2 separate regions of the Hordeum vulgare genome follow, and region 2 is linked to region 1. A link is a contact called in public Hi-C data. All regions are on one chromosome and are shown on one strand. Each heading gives the region's core, a stretch centred on a gene start, on an enhancer-like site or on the middle of the called end of the contact. The rest is flanking DNA. Distances are from core to core; before and after follow the strand shown. Region 1 holds the start of LOC123402033. Region 2 holds the start of LOC123401014.

What was found. Hi-C and Micro-C count contacts between places; a contact is called where the count stands out from the background.
Region 2: a Hi-C map of seedling shows a contact between it and region 1, with 4 times the contacts expected there. The contact joins the promoter of LOC123401014 here to the promoter of LOC123402033 in region 1. A contact is called at or near these places in 1 of 6 Hi-C or Micro-C datasets (seedling) and 1 of 1 datasets of contacts at active chromatin or transcription factors (embryo).

What each region holds. Positions count from the first base shown.
Region 1 is chr6H:346,155,757-346,162,826 of MorexV3_pseudomolecules_assembly, reverse strand. LOC123402033 reads left to right here and starts at 2,846. Exons shown (of 3, transcript XM_045095891.1): 1 at 2,846-3,328; 2 at 4,012-4,086; 3 at 5,612-5,746. The coding sequence starts at 3,133. The coding sequence ends at 5,706.
Region 2 is chr6H:346,728,739-346,735,682 of MorexV3_pseudomolecules_assembly, reverse strand. It overlaps LOC123401014, which reads right to left and starts at 5,033. Exons shown (of 14, transcript XM_045094732.1): 1 at 4,827-5,033; 2 at 3,798-3,945; 3 at 3,440-3,697; 4 at 2,841-3,015; 5 at 2,662-2,723; 6 at 2,412-2,575; 7 at 2,201-2,298; 8 at 1,536-1,594; 9 at 1,323-1,457; 10 at 979-1,232; 11 at 748-907; 12 at 137-218; 13 at 17-58. The coding sequence starts at 4,915.

The DNA of each region.
Region 1 (7,070 bases), core at 1,597-4,096:
AACAAAACTAAATTTTCTAGTCCTACTTTTTAAAAATCTTTTTCTAAACATTCCGAACAAAGGCATGTTACACACATGCTGAAAGGTATGATAGCAGATAGTTTGATAGTAGGATAATTTGTATCAAGTAATTAGAGCATCTCCAAGAGCCGCGCGATATAAGCGTCGTGCTGGAAAAATATGTTTTTTGCACGCGCACAGCCGCTCCAGCGTAGGCTCAAAAACCGCGCACGCGGCATAAGGGTTCAGCATGCGGGGCGAAACGGCATCGCACGCCGCTTATTTCATGCGCGCGCTCCAGCGTGGTGCACACTCAAACGCGTGCGTCGCACCCTCTTCGACCGCGTCGCCACCGACAAATTCGCTCGATGGACGGCCGCACCGGCACCCCCCCTCACCCCTCACTACACCCGCGACCCCGTCGTCGTTGTCGTCGCCGCCGCCGGCGCAAACCCTAGCGCTGGGAGCTTTGGTTTCGCCTTCGTCGGTGCTCCTCCAACCACCGGTCTCGCGCGCGGCCTTTTCATGGTGCCACAGACAACCTCGGCGGCGGGTGGCGTCGCGCCGGCGCCCGCCATGAAGCCACGTGACCCCACTCGAAGCTCCCAAATGCGGCGGTGGCGAAGACGGGCAAGGTGTCCAAGAAGAAGAACAAGGTGGTGGACGGCTCCTCTAGACGACCGAAGAAGAGACTTGCAGGGCGTGCGACGGATGCGGCGGCGACCGAAGCGCCGACGAGCTCGCTTGCTGCGTCGGCGGTCGATGCGCACAAGGTGGTCATTGAAATGCCCACAAGGTAAAATTTTGCCCACTTTTTTCGTTGTTGTTTTTCGAATGGATACATATGGATAGCTTATTTGTTTTTTGTATATCCTTTGTAGTTTTAATGATGAGACATATATGTCAACTATGGGTGTTGGCTCCAACAATTCTCATTGATCTCAAACCAATGAGGTGCATTTTTATGATCATGAGTTTGAGGTAGACGAGGATGGTGAGGTTATCTTTGATGCACCGAAAGAAAGAGCGGGCAACTACACCATGGACAAACACATCTTGCTATGCAATACATGGTTGCAAGTGTCTAGGGATGCCACCGTTGGAGGGGACCAAAGTAGAGATGCATATTGGATCCGTATGAAGGAGCACTTTGATTTGCACAACAAATAGGAATTGACCGGTCAGAAAGATCTCTTTGCTTCCGGTGGTTGACAACCAACAAAGATTGTCAAAGGTGGGCGGCTGCACTTAAGGTAGTTGACACGTTAAACCCAAGTGCCACTAATGATAGAGATAGGGTAAGTGCCATTTCTTTCACGGTTCTTCCATGTTCATGTCTCTTCTTTGTTCATGCTTCTTCTTTAGTGTTTCAAGTGCTAACTTGTTCTTTTGTTTGTAGCTCACTATTGCACAAAACATATTTCAAGGAGAGGAGAAGAAGACCAAAAAAGGAAAGAACAAGAAAGGGTGGCCATTTACCTTGCCCCATTGCTATGATGCGTTGAAGCATGATGAGAAATGGAAGCCCCGTGAAGGTGCCAATGAGGAGAGCAACACACACAAGCAAACTATTGATTTGGATGATGACGAGGAGGAGGCATCAAGTGATGGCGGCAAGAGAAGCCCTACACCAAACTTGGTTGCCTACTCGAAGCCAAAAGACCAAATGGAGGCAAGAAAGACGCAAAAGAAAAGAAGAAGAGGAAAGGAGATGATGAGCTAAAACATGACATGGAAGCTATTGTGAACGCAAGGAAGGAAGCGACGAGGTGAGGAAGATGGCAAGGAAGCAAGATGCGGCGGCCGAGGAGAGGAGGTTGGCGGCCGAGGAGAGGAGGGTGGCGGTCGAGGAGAGGAAGGTGGCATTGGAGGAGAAGATATTGGCCATGCAGGAGCGAACTAGATTGTTGGAACGGGAGAAGTACTTGATCTTTATGGACACATCTACCCTCGATGAGAAGCAAAAGGAGTACGTCAATCTTGCCCATGAAGAAGTCTTGGTCAAAAAAAGAGTCATGACCATGGGAGGCATGGGAGCTCCTATGGACGGCATGAGTGGCATGGGCCGTGTGACATCTCCGGATTAGGCTACAGGTTGTAATCAAGCTACAGTAATCACACCCTAATGGTGCCATGTTATCAAGATTAGCTAAGATAAATTGCCACTTGATAAAAACCAAAACTAAATTCAAATTAAAATTAAAGTCAAATAAATTATTTCTTCAAACTATAAAATAAAAATCATGAATGAGTTGCAAATAATCCACTGGTGTTTCTAAAATTTGAACCACCATTTTTGTGAGTAATTAAAGCCCTTAAAACAATTAAAACATAAGACAAACAATAATTTTAATGCCCTTTTTAAATCATATAAATTTCCAAACCACTTTAAATAAATGTCAAACTTTTTATGGCAGTGTCTAAAAATGTAATATAGATAATGGACCGAGTTCTATATTTTTAAAAAAGATTACTCTTACTAAAATATATAAAACAGAAATAAAATAAAATAAAAAAGCAAAAATAAAAACATAAAAAAAGGGGAGAAAAGAAGCCCCTTCCCCCTTGGGCCGAAACCCAGCCTGGCCTCCCCAATCGGTCGGCCCGATCGGCCCACCCTGGGCCCTATACCCTCATCCCACCGACAATCCACCGCTGTCGCCCCACTCCCCCCTCTCCTCTCACTCCCCTATCCCCCTCGCCCCGACTGGATTGGGAGAACGTCCGCGCCGCCAACCTTCCTCGCCGGCCATCGCGCCCCTCCGCTGGATCCTCCTCACCGCCGGCCTCCCCCGCCTCCCCCCCGAGCCTGCTGCTACTCCCCTCCATACGGGGGTGAGTTGCTCCCTCCTTCCCTCCCCACTTCTCTTTCCCCCTTGGTCCGATTGTCGTGCGCACCCTATCCTTCGGCACCACTCCGGCGGCCCCTCCCCCTCGCCGCACCCTCCCCCCCACCGCAAGCTTGCCCGCCTTCGCCCCACTGCGGCACGCTGCTCCCCGCGCCGCCCGCTGCGCCGCTCGCCCCACGCCCAAGTCGTTGGCCTCCGCGGCTGCCCTGCACTGCGTGTGCCGCGCCCACGTCCTCCCGCACGCGGCCTCGCCCTGGCCAGGCGTCGGTGGCGCTCGTCGCTTATGCCCCCTTCGCCACCTACACCTCCAACCGCGCCCCTGCGCTGCGTCCGCCACCGCTCCCCACTGTGCCCCGGCCAGCGCATGGGCCTTCCCCTCTCCTCGGCGGCTGCTACTGATGCTGCCGGTCATGGCCAAAGCCATGGTCAAGGCAACCCAGCACGCGCGCGTGTGAGTGTGTGGCCGGTGCCACTACCAGGTGGGTCGGCCCTTGTTTAGATTCAGACTACTTTAGTTTAGGACTAATTAAAATACTTTAGTTAATTAGCCCGTGCACTAATTGGTGGCACCACCTAATTAACCTAATAATTAAATTAAATTAAATAATTTAATTAGTTTAAAGTTAATGACCCACTCATGCGTGGGGCCCTCTTAGTTAATTAGATGTTTTAATTAAATCAAACAACCCTGTATTTATGACAGATGGGCCCCACAGGTTAGTCTGACCATTGAGGAGTCATGTTGACTGCTGACATCATAGTGAGGTCATACTGATGTCATTTTAGTATTTTCTAATTGAACAAATATGTTAATTCCTAAAAAATAATAAAACTTTAAAAATTAATATAAAATAATCTGTAGTCAATGAAAATAATTTATATATGAAAGTTGATCAGAAAAATCACAAAATCTGAATACGCTATCCTTTCATTTGTCACATGCTCCTAGCATGATGAACATAGAACTTTCCTCCCCGATTTATCCTTGTGGTAGTAGCCACAAACCGAAGATATATCGTCAACTATTTTCCCGCTCCATCCATTACGTGTAATACTGTGTTAGCTCATACCTAGCGTCGCATATAGCCATGTCATGCTTTGTGATGCAATTGATTGCTCTATTATTTATAATGTTTCACCTATATTACTTCCTTTCCGGTAGACCCCAAGACCGATGATGATCCGGTGATTGACTTCTTCCTGGTCGAGGATCCGTTTTTGTCTGTAGAGCAACCAGGCAAGCAAACCCCCCTTGATCATTCCTATATCGCCTATTATTTCTTCCTCATGCTTGTATTAGATTTTTCTACTGTTGTAGATAGCTCCTATTCTGATGCATAACCTGTTTTTGATGAACTGCTACTTTATTTTACTGCACTTTAAACTGTTTAGTATAGGTGGAGCAGTGATCACCATTTACCCCTTAGTCCAGTTGCCCGCTTTATCACCAAATCTCGATCTACTGATCGACGAGCCAAGACCCTTCACATCACTCACACCCCCTAAGTCGTACGACGCTGCAGAGCTACTATCAAGTACCGAGGGTGACACCTCATTACGTACTCCGATGTTAGCGTTGTAGTGTAGTTGACTGGCGATGGTTCTCGGAAGGTGATTCCTCCTTCACCACCTTCGATAACGACTCTGTCGTACAACCCATCAAACGTGGTCCATTGAGGGTGATTCCTCCCTAGCCACCTTGATGGTTACATCATTCAGAATCCATCGATGGTGATACCTCGGATCCCTCTGATGTTACAGGCGCACAATTACTTGACCTTGCTACTGGGAAAATGATGAGGTGTGTTGCGGGTGGATTCCCGCGTAAATGTGACGGGGCGTGGCCGGGCATTCTAGGCCCTTGCCACACATCCTATAGACGGGGTGATGGGACCACATATCGTGGATTGCTGATTGTCGCTGCAGTGTTAATGCAAATGCTAAAGAGATTTGGGTATTTGATGTGAGTTGGTCGGGAGACCTTTTCGCGCTAACCTTCACCTGTGATAAGTTATGGGTACTCGACGTCGTGGTATCAGCTGAATCTCTTCAGACGTCAGCAACGGAGCTACGCGTGCCCGAGTGGCCGATATAAGCATCGTTCTTGTATAAGAGGTGCCATGACTGACATTGGACGCCCTTGCATCATGCAGGAGCGCAAAGGGTGATAGGCACATGACCCCTACGCACTTAGGATTTAGACCATCGAGCTAGCCCCCCTATTGAGCCTAGGTAGGGTTGCGACGTGTTGATGTTCTGAGGCCGGGCATGACCCATGAAAGTGTGTCCGGCTTGTTTATCAAGCGTGTTCGGTACTGTGGTGCACCCTGCAGGGATGAAAATTAACTATTCGAATAGCCATGTCCATGGTTACAGGACAACTTGGAGTTGTGCCCTGATCTTATACAACTTTAAATGTTACTTAACTGGAATGTTTGCTCCGGGATTGCTTTCTCGCAGGGAGTCGAGGAACGATCTTTGGGCATGACCTTAATTAATAATGCACAACAATAGGACTATATATTTGTGTTGCTTGCTCTACTCTCGTCTATTGCTGTAAGACGTTGAAGATGCTAGTCTTCGATAGGACTAGTCTCCTCTCTCTATTCTCGCATTGCTGCAGTCAGTCCACGTATAACCCCATTCCTTTAATACTGATGCATACTTAGTATAGTTCTGATGTTAGTCTTGCGAGTACTTTGGATGAGTACTCATTGTTGCCTTGCTCCCCTTTCGCCCCTTGATACAATTGTTTCGTCCAGATGATGGAGCCCAGGAGATGGCGTATCCCGCCGACCACGTCTGCTACCCCGACGATGTCTACTACTACGTGGAGGCCACTAACGACCAGGAGTAGTTTAGGAGGTTCCTAGGTAGGAGACCTCGCCTCGTTCAATCAATGTATCTTTTGTGCTAGCCTTCTCTAAGGCATTTCCTTATTTTATGTCTGTACTCAGATATTTGTTGCTTCCGCTGACTCATGTGTTTCTCGAGCTTCTATATTCTAGCCCTCGAGGCCCCTGACTTGTAATATGAAGTGTGTATGCTTTTATTTGTGTCTAGAGTTGTGTTGTGATATCTTCCCGTGGGTCCTTGATCTTGATCGTACGCATTTGCGTGTACGATTAGTGTACGGTCAAATCAAGGGCGTCACAGGCGGCATGTGTGGCATGTGCGACATGGCTACCATGGGAGGCATGTGTGGCTTCGGAGCTACCATAGGCGGCATGGGAGCATGGGTGGCTTCGGAGCTACAATGGGGGGCGTGGGAGGCATGGGTGGCTTCGGAGCTACAATGGGGGGCATGAAAGGCATGGGTAGCTTCAGAGATACCATGGGGGCCTGGGAGGCATGAGTTGTGCGACTCTCATGGGAGGCATGAGAGCACCTCCAGGTGACATGGGTGGACGCATGTCTTCCGGTGTGCCTCACATACCTTTGCATGATGCCGTTGAAGATCTTGTCAACACCTTTCGAGCTCCCCATGATGATGCAGTGCGGGACAATGAAGAGGAGGAGAAAGAAACGTCTTCGGATGAGGAAGAAGAATCGGAGGGCGAAGGCGAGGATGTGACATGATTGTTGATGTGCCATTTGTTTGTGTGAACTCTTATGTCATGAACTTGGATGGGTGATTTTGAACATGGTTGGATGATGATGTGATGTGGCATGATTTCGAACTTTTATGTCATGATGAACTTGGTTGGGTGATTTTAAACTATGCAATGTCTTGTTTTGATGTTTGAAATATCACTATATTGTCAAAATGAACATATTGCAAGCACTGACTGCTCGTGCGCGCTGTAGTTTAGCGTGCATGCTGGAGCGGCTCGTGCACGCTATTTTTTGTCGCGGCCGCTGGAGCGAACGTTCTCCGGCACGCTAAAAATCACTATTTCAGCATGCCAAATTGTTTTTAACGCGCGGGGCGATTGCGCGGCTATTGGAGATGCTCTTAGTAACTAAAGGAACAAGGTGCAGCAAAGTAGCCCAATCCTTATATTGCTAAGGGCATGGCAGGAGTAATTTTTATAATAAGAAAAGCATTCTCGAGGACACATGCGAATTTTGTCTAGTCATGATCATCATGTTTTAGTTGATTCGCATTCACTGCTTTGATAAATTATAATGTGGGTGGATCGGTGCTAAGGTGTCGTTCTTACGTGAACAAACAACCTACTTATGATTATCCCCCTCTTGCAAGCATTCGCAACTACGAAA
Region 2 (6,944 bases), core at 3,784-6,283, 570 kb before region 1:
ATACATGATCACTAACCTTTACTTCCAGTTGCAATCCATGCACGATATCCAGTAATACCTACTGCATAGAAAATTGTGCCAACCATGTAAAATTTTCCCCAACCAATTTACACAAAAAGAATGATGCCATGTTTACCTGCTTCCTTGCTGGATTCCACCGTGGCACATAATCTTGAATAGCTGCTCACAAGGTTACCCTTGTCATTCAGCTCCCACATCTGCAATTATTCATAAGTAATTATAGCATGAGTTAAATAGGATGCAAAAAAACATTAGTTAAATATCAAAATCGGTCAAGAAATCAGTTTTCTAGGATTTCACTACAGTAGAATGCTTTCTCTTGACTAAGGCCAAGATAATTCAAAGAAAGTGGCAACTTCTTGACTAGATGAAAAATAAACTCCAAGAGAAATTAGATGTAAAACATGATGAGCTAGTTGCTATTCATTTAGAAGTGTAAGCGTGACACAAGTATTACAAAAAGAACAAAGCTGAAACATGGTTATGTATTGGCGTTGTGAGACCAATATGGTTACAGCAGCTGCCATGAAAGTGTAATATACCAAGGAACATTACGTATTTAACACATCAGCCAACAGAAATGGGGTTTTGTGAGTAGTTTGGTTACGTACTGTAAAAACCTCTGAAAATCTAAAAGTAATTCCATCAGTCCTAATGAGAACAGTCCAAATACAAGCAGGCTCATGTTGTACCTTTGGTATTAGGGCAAATATATTAGCTGTGTACCTGCTTTGCATGCCATTTGCACCTGGAGAACATGAGAAGCTTAATCTCTGAGGCAGTCCGCCGCCGACTAGCAGATGCATCCAAACAAGAATCATTAACGTCTGCAACTGCCAGATGGAACCTTGTTTGGTCTTCTTCATTTTCCATGATAGCATCATCCCTAGAACGTATAGTGTGTTCATACAAATTATAACACGAGTACTTCTACATTCATAATTGGGTTGCACTTACGATGCAAGAAGAGGTTTTGTTTTCCCCAAGCAAAATGAGGTATTTTTGCCATTCTCTGTTTCATAGTTCCTGCATATATGATCTGATTTCCCATCTTGTGGAAATACAAACCATCCATTAGCTTGGTCACTGGTGCAGGAAGTGAGACCCATGGCCATGCTATCATGTTTTCTTGTCAGGTTTAGCGGATACCGAGAACTCAAGTGACCAGAATGTCCTGTATTCGAAGTCGTTTCACCATACACATAATGGAACTGAAAAAAAAAGTTAACAGCTCAGCTTATTGGCCATGTAAGTGTACATATTGGTGTAAACTTGTAGTAAGAATCCTAAAATGCAGGTACCTCCATGTTATTTTTACTGTAGTGGTTTATCTTCAATAGAGTAGGATTGGTTATAATGCTAAATGTACTATTGTCGAGATGTCTCAGATCTCCTCCATACATGAGAGGCGACTTAGCCATTGACCATAGTGTCATCTGCAAGGTCATATGAAACAAAAATTTCAGTGGATAAAACAAAATGAAAATCAGGCACGAAAATCACCAAGTGCAAACCTGTGCTTTCTGTTCTTCAAATGTAAGGTTACACAGCCTATGAGGGCCCTGATTGACACCTGCCTTATTAAAGGGAAAAAAGGTCTGTTCTAGTTATAAAACCACTTCATAGAATCAGCAAATTTCTCAGTACCCCAACAAATATCAGAAGATTACATGAGATGGAAAACAGCAGTGTCACTGACATGAGGCAACAGGCCCTACATGTAAGCCTCACACTGGATATTTTCCAGTTTACTCAATTTTGTGATGGTACAAGCTAATTTTCTTTTTCAAGGAAAACTAGTGCATAAGTTATAAGTTATAATTCAGGAATTAAGACCATGTTAGTTGAGTTTTTTCAAAATTAAGTATATTGAATGAGACGTGTCATATTCCAGGTCTATTTATGAAGTTGAAGACATGAATTATCATCGTAGTCTCAATCAATGAAAACTAGCAAGCAGAGATATCCATAATCTACAGCAACGATCCATAGAATATTGAGTTGGTGCAAACAAAAGCAGCATGAGTAATGTCGCATCGTACAGTTCTTATCTAGCGTACTAAATTATTTACAGCTTCTCTTTTTGCTAAGGTAAGTGACTAAACATCTTGGTTAGCAGCCACAGTGGGCAAGGGGAATCATAATTATTATGATACAAAGTAAAGATACAAATCATTACCCGGATCAGTTAGCCAGCCAAATGGAAGCATGTCTAAATCTGGCCAAGACTTCCCGCGTAATCCGGTGGCCCCGATCTTATTCGCAGCAGCGAAGGCACTGTGTGGAATAGGCAAACAAATAAGTTCCTATTTACTAGAGAATATAAAAAAACTGAATACAGAAATAAGGAGTATGTAATGGATATACAGAGAATATCTGTTTTGATTTACCTTGACACGGTAAAATGTGAACTAACATCTTTCCAGTTATCCCAATCGTCTCCTGTTATCCTATACATATTAACATGTTCACTGATGTTTTCGGCTAACGGTACAGTGACTTCAGTTCCTGGTGAGATGGACAATACTATTGGGCGGTCAAGCTCTCGCAGGAGCTGCAATGTGAAAATCAACTGATTCTGAAGGTGCACCAATTTCAAAGGGACTTGTGTAACTAACTCTAGGATGTGAAGTTATTTACCTGTGAAATAGTTATTACTTCTTCTGGGCTATAATCAGTACCAAAGATACAATCAACCTTCACTGCAAGAATGGTAGTTATGTCAACACTTAAGAAATGTCAACTACCCCCAAGGTGGGAGCTCTCTACCATATCATATCATGTAACTAACGTGAAGTACAAATTTAGAAGTAGCATACCAAAATCAACACCCCAATCCGCATACTGTCGGTAAAGAGATCTTAAGAAGGCCCGTCCAGCTCCAATATCAGTATTTACACTCATAAATCCATGTGGCATCCATGCACATGTTTTATGGGTCAGGCCAATATCACGAGCTGCCCATTGCCGACCATTCTCTACATAGGGTTTTCCCTGAAAAGGATAAGAAGGCACCACACTTAACAATAATAAAATGAAGTTCTATGACATTCGACACCACACTTAACAATAATAAAATGAAGTTCTATGACATTCTTTGAGTGCACATCATATTTTTCGCTTAGGTGGCATCTATGTTACTCCCACTGTGGGTAGTCTCATTTGGCAAAGAACATTATTGCCTCCTTTTAATAATATATTTATAACAGTATGATAGATACAGTAATGATAGACCATTGAAATCCATGAAGGTATCTCCACTGCTCCCATTATCATATCCCTTCATTTCATTATATTTCACAAATAAATTTATAGATTGCAACGCATGGCCAAGAATTCCATTTGTCTTCTGTTTTAACAGATAATTTTGAAACAACAGTATTAATAATCTAATAGCATTCCAGAAGAGGAAGCATACCGTCTCAATGTCCAAGATGGGTGTGTTCGCATTAACAGCCTGTGTACTTATTCCTTTCATTAAATGGATGCCGAATTTCAAACCCATCTCATGAACCTTGCTGGCAATTTGACTGAACCCTTTATCACCTTTGGATGATGGAAATCTTTGGAGGTCGGGAAACGGTCGACCCCACTCATCAATGTTGTCAAATCCATATGAATCTGTATATGCCCCATCAACATACCTCCGGTACCACAGGTAATCAATAACTGCATACTACCAGTAGGCAAGGGACAGAAATTTAATCAGATTCATCGTTGTTCATATTCTCTTATGCCATTAAGTATCGCCAAATAAAAGAATTCTGGTAGATCACCTGATATCCATGTGGTAGTAACTTTTCTGCCAAAATCTTTGCATTTTGCAAGTATGCAATTTCGTCAACTGTCCAAGAGAAAGAATCATAGGAATTCCATCCTCTTGGTGGTAACTCAGCATGTTGTTCATTTGCCTCAGAAGTAACCCTGAAAATGTTCAGTATGAACTAACTGGAGTCATTTCTCTTTAGCTTAATATCTGTTTGGCTGTCAAATGATTAAAATTATTGTCCAAAGGGAACATTTTCTTCTCAATGCTCGCTTAGCTCGTAGGAGTACTTCTTTTACATTAATACAATTATGCTACTAGGAAGCAAACCTAGGAACAATGGAACCCAGGAGGTGGCGTATCCCACCGACGAAGTATATCCCGTTAATGTATTTGAATAATCTTCTAGGAAGTCACTAATAAATGCAAGGCTAGGAACAATGTGACGTAAATTAAACAGAGGTGAAATCTTGATCAACGGGAGCAAACCGACTGTGTCAGAGAAGAAGAAACATTCACATATTAGTGATGCGGCCATCCTTTTCTTCGTAATCTCCTAAAGAAAACTGCAGGAGCTTCACAAACAAAGTGAGATTATATCTTAGAATCATTTAGGATCTGCTTCTTTTTTGTTTCCTATTGTTTTTGAGGCAGAATTTGTGTCCCACATGTTGTGCTAAATTATTTTCATATCATGGCACAAAATTGAGAGATGTATTTCCCTACTGTTTTTCATTAAAAAGGAAGAAGATATATTTGGAGCATATAATAATCTAAGAACAACACAATCTTGTCGACAATCAGATGCGCAATAGGAAATCTCGAATCAACTAATAATAACCGAAGGGGGCGTCCCGAGCTCTGGAAATATCTGGGACCCAAGCAGAAGAGAAAGCATTTCCGCCTAAAAAGACGCTGGTTGTGCGCGAGTGACACTCAGATGCGGCGAAATAATCATGAAACACGCACAGGAAACGCCACGAAAAGCGCATCGTTCTGGAGCATCCAGGTCACGGGACGAGATGGGAGCCGCACTGACCAGAGGCAGAGGAAGATGACGAGCGCGCGGAAGAAGAGATGGCGACGCCATGGCGGCGGAGAAGTTGGAGCTCCCAGTCCCAGTTCCATGCCAAACCTTATGGAGGTGAGCTGAGCAGAGTGGAGTGGAGAGGCACAGGCGGCATGGTGGTGAGATGGGCGAGCGATGATTGATGCACTGGAGGTTGGGAGTTGGGAGTCCGTGTCCTGTGGTGGGGCACAGAGGGAATGTCGTGTCGTGCTGCGCGATGCGGTGCGGTACGTGTGCGTTCCAAGCGTGAGAGTTGTGGCGTGTTTGGTGGCGCAAAATTTATGTTATAACCTTTTGTGCTAATAAAATTCGAAAGTGATCTTGTTTAATTTTTTTAAATGGCCTGTTATGATCACTCTAACACCCTTGACGATTGGGTTGCTTGGAAGACGACACGGTTCGTGACGTCTAACCCGTGGTTCGTACGACCGGCTGGCTCATTGCCCAGCTGACATGACAAACGGCCAGTCGTCAGGCACTCTAGTGTATGGTCCTTCCCGAGCGGATCACACAAGAGCTTTCTGGTAATATGGGTCACGTCATCGAGACGTCAAGGTACTTGACGTTTGGTCATTTATCACGTGCAAACGTCAGGATCCTTTACGTATGGTCATTTATCACGTGCAAACGTCAGGGTCTTTGGCGTTCGGTCCTTTGTCACGTCAACATATCAATGGGTTAGTCGGTTGTGCCGAACACGGACCAGATATCAGGGATCATGGCGCCTCCCATATTGACGTGACAAAAAAATCACTTTTTTTTTTAAAAAAACAAGGTTAATTCTGAATTTGTTAGTACAAAAGGTTAAAACACAAAATTTGTCCTTTTTGATGCTAGCCTAATTTTTCTCTCGCATGGATTTTAAAGCATCTACCAGTCAGACTCATTATCATTAGAAACGCTCTAAATCAGTCGTTTCCCTCTAAGTTAGGCTCGTGAGGTGCAGGGTGAAAAATATTGTGTCGAGCTCATGTCAGCACGGAGATGACGCGAAGGCCCCTGAGCTTCCTCTTTCTGTTTGACAAGCAGGACGTTTAGATCAAGAAGGCACTTGCGGACGCCCTTCTCAAACAAAAAGAGGAAGCTCGTTCTGAATATTAGCGGGAGCTTACTCTTTGAGAGACACGCTTTTCGAAGAAGAGCATAGCCCTTAAGGCCAAATGTTTGGGCCTTGAAAGGTAGCTGGGTTCCCTGAAGAGCTTTATTGGGGAGGCAGAGTCTGTGATGGAAGACAGTGAGAAGACTCCGGACAAAGCCGTGCAAAAACTCTCCAATTGTAAGGTAGAACTGTCACATCTTGAAACGTAGAACACCCAACTAGCGAGTGATTTCGCGCGACGGGGTGAAGAGATGGACTAGCTCCAGGGTCTACAAAAGATGTAGTGCGACGTCTTCCAAGATGTTCGCAATCGTGTCGATAACGTATCCAACGTATCGATAATTTATAAACTACTCATGTCATATTTACCTACGTTTACAATACTTTTATATGATTTTGACGCATTTTATGATTTAATTAGAACTAACCCGTATTAACGTTGTTTTCAGCAGAATTACCGTGTTATTGTTTTTTATGTAGAAAATAAAAATTCTTGGAATCGCCCGAAACTTTTTAACAATTTTTTCTGGACAATATGAGAAATACCGAAGCGAAGAACCATCGGAGGGGGCCACCTGCTGGCCACAAGCAAATAGGGCGCGTCCACCCCCCTAATTTTACTGAAGCAAAAAACAAAAACTTAACGTCCAGTACATAATTTCTCTTATTTTAGTGGAGCGTCAAAAAATTCTAAAAACACAGTTTTACTATGCAAATTCTTTGTGTTGTCATATTTCATAACCTTTAGAGTCAGGGAAATATGGTGTTCATTCAGATATTTACACATTGTTCTGTTTTTGACAGTTTCTATTTTGCATGCATAGTTTGCTTGTTTTATTCTTTCCGTAGATTAAATTCAGCGATATAAATTATGGGAATGATATAGTATAGTAGGTATTATGTGAGAACAATTATTAATCTTTTCTTGGCAGTACCTAAGGGAATGATTTGTCTTTATTACACTAACCCGTCTCACGAAGTTCCGTTAA